Regions from separate parts of the Pan troglodytes genome. Here region 2 is linked to region 1. The links are chromatin contacts, called in public capture Hi-C maps. All regions are on one chromosome and are shown on one strand. Each heading gives the region's core, a stretch centred on a gene start, on an enhancer-like site or on the middle of the called end of the contact. The rest is flanking DNA. Distances are from core to core; before and after follow the strand shown. Region 1 overlaps TP53I11 (tumor protein p53 inducible protein 11). Region 2 overlaps LOC129136419 (a long non-coding RNA gene).

Region 1 (4,595 bases), core at 1,172-3,671:
GATAGCCCCACCTCTGTGGGAAGAAGGGCCTGCCCCTCTTGGGGTAAGGGGGAGGAGGGGGCTGGATTTAACAGGAATGCCCCATAGTCACACAGTTTGGGGCTGTTCTTTACTTTTGCTTATTGAACAAAATGTTTGTGAGCATTACACCAAAAATGGCTTATGGAGCAAAGTGCCAGGGACAGTTTCAGGCACTGGGGAGACAGCTGTGGACAAAATAAAAATTTTTGTCCTCATGGAGCTGATGCTTAAAAGCAGGGGGCAGGGGGAGGCAATTCCCTAATAAAAACAATAAGCAAATTATATAGTGTACTGAGACGTGAAGGGGAAAAGTTGTGTTGGGGGTATTGAGGCCAGGGACTGGGTTGTCATTTTAAATAGGGTGTCAGGGAGGTCTCCCTGAGGAGGTAACTTTTGAGCTACAGCCTTGAGGGAGATGAGGGAGTGAGCTGTGTAGACAGCTAGAGCACAGCCCATGCAAAGACCCTGAAGCTGGAATGTGACTGCCCTGCAGCTAGGGGGGAGTGAGGGGCTGAGGAAGAGTGAGTGACTGAGAAGGGATGAATTCCTCCCCTTTCACAGGTGAGGGAAGTGAGGCTCAGAGACGGTATATCAGTCACCCCAGGACACACAGGCCAGGAGAGGCAGCTGCAGGGCGGGGTGCCTGATGTTCTGACTCCTGGTCCACGATACCTCCCCGGCACCCTGCGTCTCACTGTTTATCCTGCTACACCGGCTGGACCCCTCCCAGGGCCAGCGCAGCATCGTCGTCCTGCCCCAAAGTGACCCTTGCTCTCTCTCATCCCACTTCCTTCCTATGACCACTCCCTTCTGAGCACCCAACTCTGACCTGGCACATGATCCCTAGAAGGGGACCTGCTCTGAGGCAGATTTGGTCAAGGGGCAACTGAGGCAAGGAAGTAGAGTCTTCTAGTCTAAAAATAATGAGCAGCATTATTATTGAACATTAACTACAAAACAGGCGCTGTTCTGGATTTTTTTGGTGCATCTTCTCACTGGTGAGAAGTTGGTGTCATTATTACACCCCATTTAACAGATGAGGAAACTGAGGCCCAGGGAGGCAGAGTCACTGGCCCAAAGGCATACAGCTCATAAGTGGTAGAGCCAGGATGAAGCACAAGCCTTTTAAGTCATGAGCTAGTCCTTTAACCACTAAGCCAGCACCCCAGGATTGGGGAGACACTCAGTCCTGAACTATGGTTGTGGCCCATCTTATCCTGCAAAAAGGGCAGGGACCCTTCCACCTGCCTCCCCCAACTCACCCAGAAGACAAATCACCATTTGCTTTTGAAGAAACGGGCTCAAAATGTGGAGCATCCCTTCGAGGAAGCTCCTGTCCTTTCCTCTCCCTTCCTCTCCCACCCTCTTCTCCCCTCTAAGTTCCTGAACAGCCACGGGGTGGGGGAGGGGCATGGGGAGAGTGGGGTCAGGTCGGAGAGGGAGGTGCCTGCTGCATTCTCACCAGACCCCTAGCCCCATAGGATCTGGAAGTCAGGCTGTCCTGATGACGACACCAGCTGCCCTTGAGGGCCCTGACATGGTCACTGGGCCAAGGGGCAGGCTGGCCTATTCTCAGAGTGGAAAAGGACAGGAATTCTTCATGTTCTGCCCATGTGAATGACCGTCGAGACAGGAAAAACCTCCCAGTGACTTCTGAGTGGTGATGGAGGCCATCAGAGGGCCTGATCCCCTTGCCTACAGCAGCAGCTTCAGACCCCCGGGGGAGGAGCCCAGGAATGCCTCCTTCTTGCCACCTGCTCTGCCCTGACCTCTCGCCCTCTTCAGCACAGTAGGGAATGTTCATATTTGTCCCTAAAGCTTTGGAAATGTTTCTGATGAAAGGTTGGGCTTCCCTCTGCCTTTCTGGAAATTGGGCCCCTTCAAAAAGAAAGAGTAGGAAGATAGGACCTGTGTGCCAGTCCAGGCTGAGGGGTGGCGGGACTTGGGGGTGAGGCAGCTTGAGCTGGGGCCCAGCAGGGACCTGGAGTGTGGCCGCTGTGAGGCAGGGCTGGGAGGGGCCCTAGAGACCACATTCTCATTTTCTTAGACAAAGAAACTGAGCCCCAAAGACAGGGCCTGGCTTACCAGTGATGGCAGAATCTGCCTGTGACCTCAGCTGTCCTGTCTCCGAGCCCAGTGATTCAGGACACATTGCCACCTTCCAGCTCCAGGACAAACCTTCCACTATCAGATCTCAGGGCACATGTTCCTGGAGGTTCTTGGAAATGGGGCGTGGAACCTTTCTCAACTGCAGAGCTGTGTCATGGAGACGGGGGTTGCCACTGCCATGGGACTCGCATCCTGCGCCTGCCTCTCCCGGCCAGTTCCGCTCTGTCCTCACTCTTTGCAGCAGGCTGGACACTGAGCCCAGTGGTGATGCTGAGATGATGAGGAAGACGGATGCTGCAGCATCGCCCTCCACTGGCTCAGGATCTGCTTGAGAGACAAGACTGACTAAGGCAGCCCCAGCCTTTGGAATAATGATGCTCTCGAGGGATGGCCTGATAGCAAGCCAGCTGGAGCCAGCCAAGGCCCATCCACCGGGTAGCCTCGCCTCGGCTTCCTCCTTAGCTGTGGGCCTCCGATGAAACCTACACCCCAGAGGCTGCTGTGAGGATGTCAGTAGTGCAGCCGCTTTCATAAAGCCTCTTTTGTGTCCCATGACTTCTAGATTAGCTGTCTAGCCCCCAGACAGCCTTGTGACTCAGGGACCACCGCCCCATTTACGGTGGAAGGAAGGGAGGCTCCTTCAAAGAGGAGTTTGTCTGCCCAAAGGCACGAGCCTAGTAGTGCAGAGCCAAGATCTGAACACAAGTCCCTTAGTCCCTAAGCCTCTCCAGTACAGCCATTGACAAGTGGATTCACTGCCTGATGGCCCAGGCAATAGATTCTGGGCTAGGGGATCTCTAGACCCCATCCTGCCCAGGGGCCGACGGCAGCCCTGGGAGGGACCGCAGCTGGAGTGGATGACGCAAGCTCTGGACCTTCTATTCCGTCCCGCCCTCCAGGGAGCAGAGATTCTTTCTCCTGCCTCCCCTTCTCTCTGGCCGGGGACCTGAGGCTCTGGCTCTCACTGCCAGCACCCCGCCCCCCAACTCTGTGTTGCCCTGTCCCAGACCCCATTTCCAGCTATTTTGTACTAAAGCGATAACAGAACAATGGGTCTCCCTGCATCCCTCCCCAAGTCCTGCTGGAGTCGCAGGGCTTTAACCCAAGGGAGGCTGGACCCCAGAGAGGAGTCCAGATGCTGGCGACCACCAGGGACTTTTCCGGGGGAGTTGCCATGGGGAAGATGGGTTAGAGCTCAGTTCACGTCCACCAAACACCCCCCCACCCCCACCACCGCACACATTGCACACACACATCAGCTTCTCTTAGGATGTCCAGTTAAAGAACAGTTACCTTGGCTTGAATTCCAGCTCTGCCACTTACCTCAAGGGACACTCGAATAAGTCACATGAGCCTTCGTTTTCTCATGTGTAAGATGGGGGTGATAATATGGCCATTCTCATAGGGTTGTGGTGGGGATAGCAGGGGATTCATGGTCTTGAAGTACTTGCCCCGCTCCTCCCAGCCCCGGGGTAGGCGGCCCTGGGGGCAGTCTTCCTTATGAGGGGAGGAGGAACAGGTGTGCTGCCTGCCCCTATCACAGAAGCTCTTGTTTGGAAAGGCAGTGGCTCCTTGGCTGAGGTGTGCAGCAGCAGTGACTCCCCCTTGACTCACAGGGAGGCTTGGCCACTGATGGATGTTCTGGGCCCCTTCCTCTTCCCTCCCTCATCTTCCCCACTCCCCCGGCCAGTCAGGTTTCCTAAGCCAGCCCTCACGGGCATAGTCTTCATGCTGGGGACAGCTCGGCAGTCCATCTGTTTCTATAGAAACCAGGCTTCCTGGGAAAGAGACAGGGGGTTGGGGAAGTCCTCCAGGATCTGCATGGGAATGATGCCTCAGTCCCATCTGATCTGGCCAGGGCAGAGCCTGGGCAGCCACCTTATTCATGTTATTAATTGCTGTCCTTTACAGAGTACACACCAGAGGCCAGGCTCCTCAGCTGCACTTTTTCATCATCACACATCACAAACCTGTGGGCTTTGTACAGAAGTAGTAGTCTGGTTTCACAGATGAGGACATAGAGGCTCAGAGAGGTTAAGTAACTTTCCTGAGGTCACAGAGCAATAAAGAGGAGCAGGGATTTGAGCCCAAGTTTTCCCAATCGTTACAAATATGCTTACCACCTCCCTGTCTGTCATCCTCTCCTGACTCTTGTACCCCCAAAAAGCCCCTCTCTTCCTGGCTGGTTTAGTCTTGGGGGCTTTGCTTGTTCCCGCCTCGCCCCTGGGAACTATGTGGAGGTGCTCTTCCCTGGCCTCAGATTCCACAGCAGATGGGGAGGTGGGAGGGACTGCAGGGAGTCAGATCTTGGCTGAAGAGGGCCTCTTAGCTCCTCCCGACTCATTCATTCAATCACAAATGCCTGTTGAACTCCTCCTGTGCCCGGAGTTGTCCCAGGCTCAGAGAACAAGACCCAAAGAAATCCTTGCCCTGGGGCACTCCCCTGCGAGTGATGCCACAGCTTT
Region 2 (4,404 bases), core at 40-2,539, 160 kb before region 1:
TGCTGGCCAACCCACCCCACTCACAGACAGAAGCAGTTCTCCGTCTTTTGGCTTTAGCAGATCTGCTTCATTTCTCCTCCCCACAAAGCCTGGACTTTGTTCTGGGGGTATCCCTGTTTGCAGTGAAGCTTTTTCACTCAGTGCTCAATCTGATCCCAACTCCACCCCACATCTCTGACTGCATAGACCTTTGTGACTGCCTTGACCAGTAGAGTATGGCAGAAGATGCTCTGTAACTTCCCAGGCTAGATCTAGAAAATGCCACGCATTTCTGCCTTGCTCTCCTGGGACATCCACTCTTAGAACCCAGCTGCCGTGCTAAAAAGAACTCACAGACCACGTGGAGTGGAGCAGACGGGTCAGTGTCCCAGGTGGCAGCCCGTGTCAGCCTCAGACCTGCACGTGAGGATGCCCACCAGAGGGTTCCTGCCACCACCGTCAAGTCACCCCAGGCTTCATCTTCCAGCCGGCGCCTCAGGCATTATGGGCAGAGGTAAACTGTCTCCATGATGCCCTTTCCAAATTTCTGACCCACAGAATCCATGACTATAATAAAATGGCTGTTTTATGTGCTCAATTTTGGGGTGGTTTGTAGCATAGCAGTATAACTAGAACATCTAGCTCGTGAGAGAACCAGCAAAGAAAGCAAAAATCACCCCAGCCTATAAAGGGCCCTGAGGGTGGTGGGACCCATGGGTGACAGGAAACCAATCCCTGCCCCCCAAGAGATGGCAGGGCCTCCAACGAGAACAGCTGTGTGGCTTGCGAGGGAGCCTGCACCCTAAGCTGGGGCTGCCAACCGGGTGTAAACTGCTGAGCCCCTGAAAGTGCAGGAGCTTGGGACCTCCTACCTCCACAGACATGGCCAGCCTGGGCTAGAGGCCAGAGGGATTGCAGTGACCCCAGAGGCCCTTTCCTTCCCTCTGGGGCCACGGACACTTGCTGTCATCTGTGCTCTCTCAGGTGGGGGAAGTTCAGGTGTGGGTGAGCCCAGGAGGAGGAACTGGAGAGAAAATTTGAAAGCAAATGTGAAAACGAATGATTTCTTGCACATTTGAGTTTGCAAAGTAAAAGCCTTCTCGGTGCCAGGAACTCTTTGTTGCCCAAAGGAAATCATGTTAGAAGGGTCGGTCCAGCCTGACTTCATGGTCTCAGAGATGTGTGACCCTCACCCCTGGAGAGGCCTCTGTGGCCCTGGGGCTTAGCACCAAGCACTTTGTAGGGGTCTCAGAAATGCTGCCCACTGGAGCAGAGGGCTTCTGGGAAGAGCCATGGGCTCCTCCACTGCCTTGTAGCAGAGGCTGCCCCCAGGGAGAGGGAGGTGGGATCAGAGCCTGAGGCTACGTCCTGGCAATTGTTGTTGTGGCCACCAGGTGGCGGGCCAGGGCCATGCCAAGCTGTTGGGAAGGGCAATCCCAGAGGGGCCTGGACTGGGAGGCCCAGCTGCTTCCATGGCTCTGCTGTCACCACGGCTGGAGGGAGGGGCTGCAGAGTCAGCTGTAGCAGTGGAGGCTGAGGCCCTCTCACAGTGATGAGGTGGCTTTCAGAAGGCTTGAGCACCTGTGGTTCCCCTCGAGGCCTGGTGTGCAGAGGTCTGGCTTCCAGTCCCAGCTCTGCTGTGCAGCCTTAGACAAGCCCTTTCCCTCTCTGATAGATGAGGGTTCTCACTAGATGAGCTCAAGGCTTTTGCAGCACCTGGTGGCTATGACCAGTTGGGTGACCTTAGGTAGGTCATGGGGTGCTATGGTCTGAATGTGTACTCCTCAAATTCCCACATTGAAACCTAATCACCGATGTGATGGTAGGAGGTGGGGCATTGAAGAGGCGATTAGGCCATGAGGACAGTTGACTGGGATTAGTGCCCTTATGAAATAGGTCTGAGGGAGCTCTTTCATCACTTATACTCTGTAAAGATACAGCAAGAAGGTGCCATCTGTACATGAGAAAGTGGGTCTTCACCAGACACCAAATCTGGGGCACCTTGATCTTGGACTTCCCAGCTCCCAGAACTATAAGAAATACATGTTTGCTCTTTGTAAACCACCTAGATTATGGTATTTTTGTTATAGCTGCCCAAGCAGACTAAGACATGGGGCCACTGGCCCCGTGATGGGAATGGGGTGGAATTACATGACCCCTGTCCAGGATGCAGGAGGAGGCCTGGGAAGCTGCTTGGACATCAGAAGGCATCGAGAACCCAACTCTGGGTCCCCGATCTGAATTAACCTCAGGGCTGGGATGATATTCCTATTGCTTTTCTAAAGTGCCCCACCCAGTCCCTTTAGCCGTATTGGTGGTTCTGTGTCATCTGCAGCACTGAGGTTTCTGGGCAGGTTTTAGGCCACCTCCCCCCAAAACCTTTGTTCCTCTTCCCTGGGCTGTGTTTCTGCCATGAGTCACCTTGGGGCTGAGGTCCCAGGTGGGAGATGGGTCATAGCTGGGTGGGGTCTGAAGTGTCTGTGCCTCAGTTTCCTCATCTGCAAAATGGAGAGGCTCTTGCCCATCCTGTAAGGTCAGTAGGAGGACCAGAGTCTTCACTCCATGATCTCACTCAGCTATCACAGCAACCTTGAGCGGCAGGAAGGGCACGTGTCCTCGTCCCCATTTTGCAGATGAGAAACCCAACCCCCATGGATGAGAAGCAGCTTGCCCCCTTTCATCCAGAGGAGCCTGAATTCAGACCCACATCTGCCTGTCCGGCCCTGTGCCCTGTGCTGCCCTGCTGCCTTCTTCTGCCCTTACTCCTTCTGGCCAGCTGATGCCTGCTTTCTTGAGAGAAGTCCCTCTGGTGCCTCATCACCTGTAAGAGCCAGGTCTCCTGGGAACAAGTGGACAACATTTTGGTCTTGTGCTTTGCCAGGTGCAGTGGCCCTTGAGGGCTAGCCTGTCCACACAGCTCTGTTGCCCTGGGCCCTGCTCAGCCTATCCTAGCTTGAGGGCTATGCCCAGGCGAAAAAGTCTAGGGCATGGAATTAGATCATCTAGAGCAAGTTTTCACCAAGCCTCAATCCCTCAGCTATAAAAAGTAAGTCAACTTACAGGGTCATTGCAAAATAAAGCACAGCTATATTTGAAAGTGCTGAGTGACAGCAGGGATAACCATCGCCCTCAATGCATCCTGACTTGGTGCCAGGCCCTGAGCTGAGCCCCTTTCTTACATGATTTCTCTTGGTTTTCACCGTTAAAGGTAGATTAGTGTTATTGCTTCCTTTCTTGTAGAGGTATAATTTATATATATATAATTTATATATAATATATATGTTATATATTATATGTTTATATTATATATACTATATATAGTATTACATATAATGTATATATTATATATACAGTAAAGTACACAAACCTTAAGTGTACAACTCAATGACTTTTTAAAACCGTGTGACCATCAAGACAGAAGTATTTCTGACACCCTCAAAGGCCCCCTCAAGCTCCCTCTCGGTCAATACCCTGCCAAAGGTTAACACTTAAGTTTGGGTTATTTTTCCTGGTCTTACAGATGGGGAAACTGAGGCTCAGGGAGGAACTGTGAACTGCTCGAAGTCACAAAGCTGCAAAACGGTAGGGCCTAGATTTTTCTGTCTCTACCAAAGCACATGGTGATCCATATAGGCTATACAAGTTATTTCCTCTTCCTCTTTCCTCATCTCCCTCTCCTCTTCCTCCTCTTCCTCCTCCAACTTTTCCTCCTTCACCCATCCCCCCATTTGCTGTAGTCTCATATGTCTACCACCAGATGGCGCCAAAGGCCCAACTGCAGAGTCCAGGTTGGGCTCTAAGGCCGGGGAGGAGGCAGGCCCGGCGGGGTGGTCAGGGTTTCTGGGCTTTGGGGAGGGTTGCAGGGGAAAGCTGCTGGTGACCATCCTGAGTCCTGTCCAGTAGACATGGCAGAGGCAACTGTCCAGTGATGACCAGACAAGAGAATGAAAATGCAAGGCTAGGGCTCACGATTAGATGAGCACTGGGCTGGGAGTAGAGAGACTTGGGTTCTCTGTTACTCTCATCACACTCTCTGAGTCAGCTTCCTGCCCACACAGTGAGTGGGCCTTCCCCCTCCAGGGTAAACAGTCCTGCCTGTCTCTCTGCATCTGCTCTTCTGTACATCAGGCCTGCTCTCCCTTCCTCGGTCGACCAGTTCACACTAATCAGCTTGGCAAGCCCAGCCCAATTGCTGCCATTCCCAGGAAGCCTTCCCTGACTGCTCTGGCATTGAACTGATTACCTCGGCTGCCCCTGTGCAATGGGCCAGGCACCACCTTCTGTGGCCAGAGGCTCGCCTGGCATTTCCAGCATCCACCAGGGCGGCCAGCGCAGGGCTGGGGGCCCAGGGTGTGTGTCACAGGTCATCTGGACCTAATGGACTGGGATGGCAGGGGGGAAGGAGGCTGTGACACGGTGCAAGGG

The links. Capture Hi-C pulls out chosen DNA fragments and counts their contacts.
Region 2: a contact with region 1 is called in a capture Hi-C map of stem cell-derived neural stem cells, with 6 times the contacts expected there. The contact joins two enhancer-like sites. A contact is called at or near these places in 5 of 7 Hi-C or Micro-C datasets (blood, induced pluripotent stem cells, a lymphoblastoid cell line and 1 more), 1 of 1 datasets of contacts at active chromatin or transcription factors (stem cell-derived excitatory neurons) and 1 of 1 other capture datasets (stem cell-derived neural stem cells).

What each region holds. Positions count from the first base shown.
Region 1 is chr9:48,957,802-48,962,396 of NHGRI_mPanTro3-v2.0_pri, reverse strand. All of the region lies in intron 1 of TP53I11 (tumor protein p53 inducible protein 11), which reads left to right. Among named protein-coding and RNA genes, the nearest start is that of TP53I11, 4.5 kb to the left of the region's middle. Within about 2 kb of position 2,421, at least 3 of the 24 cell types and tissues checked have an H3K27ac peak or open chromatin away from gene starts, as enhancers often do. A contact at or near this core is called in stem cell-derived neural stem cells, where this site is marked.
Region 2 is chr9:49,115,551-49,119,954 of NHGRI_mPanTro3-v2.0_pri, reverse strand. It overlaps LOC129136419 (a long non-coding RNA gene), which reads left to right. Exons shown (of 5, transcript XR_010147539.1): 5 at 1-606. Among named protein-coding and RNA genes, the nearest start is that of PRDM11, 42 kb to the left of the region's middle. Within about 2 kb of position 1,289, at least 3 of the 24 cell types and tissues checked have an H3K27ac peak or open chromatin away from gene starts, as enhancers often do. A contact at or near this core is called in stem cell-derived neural stem cells, where this site is marked.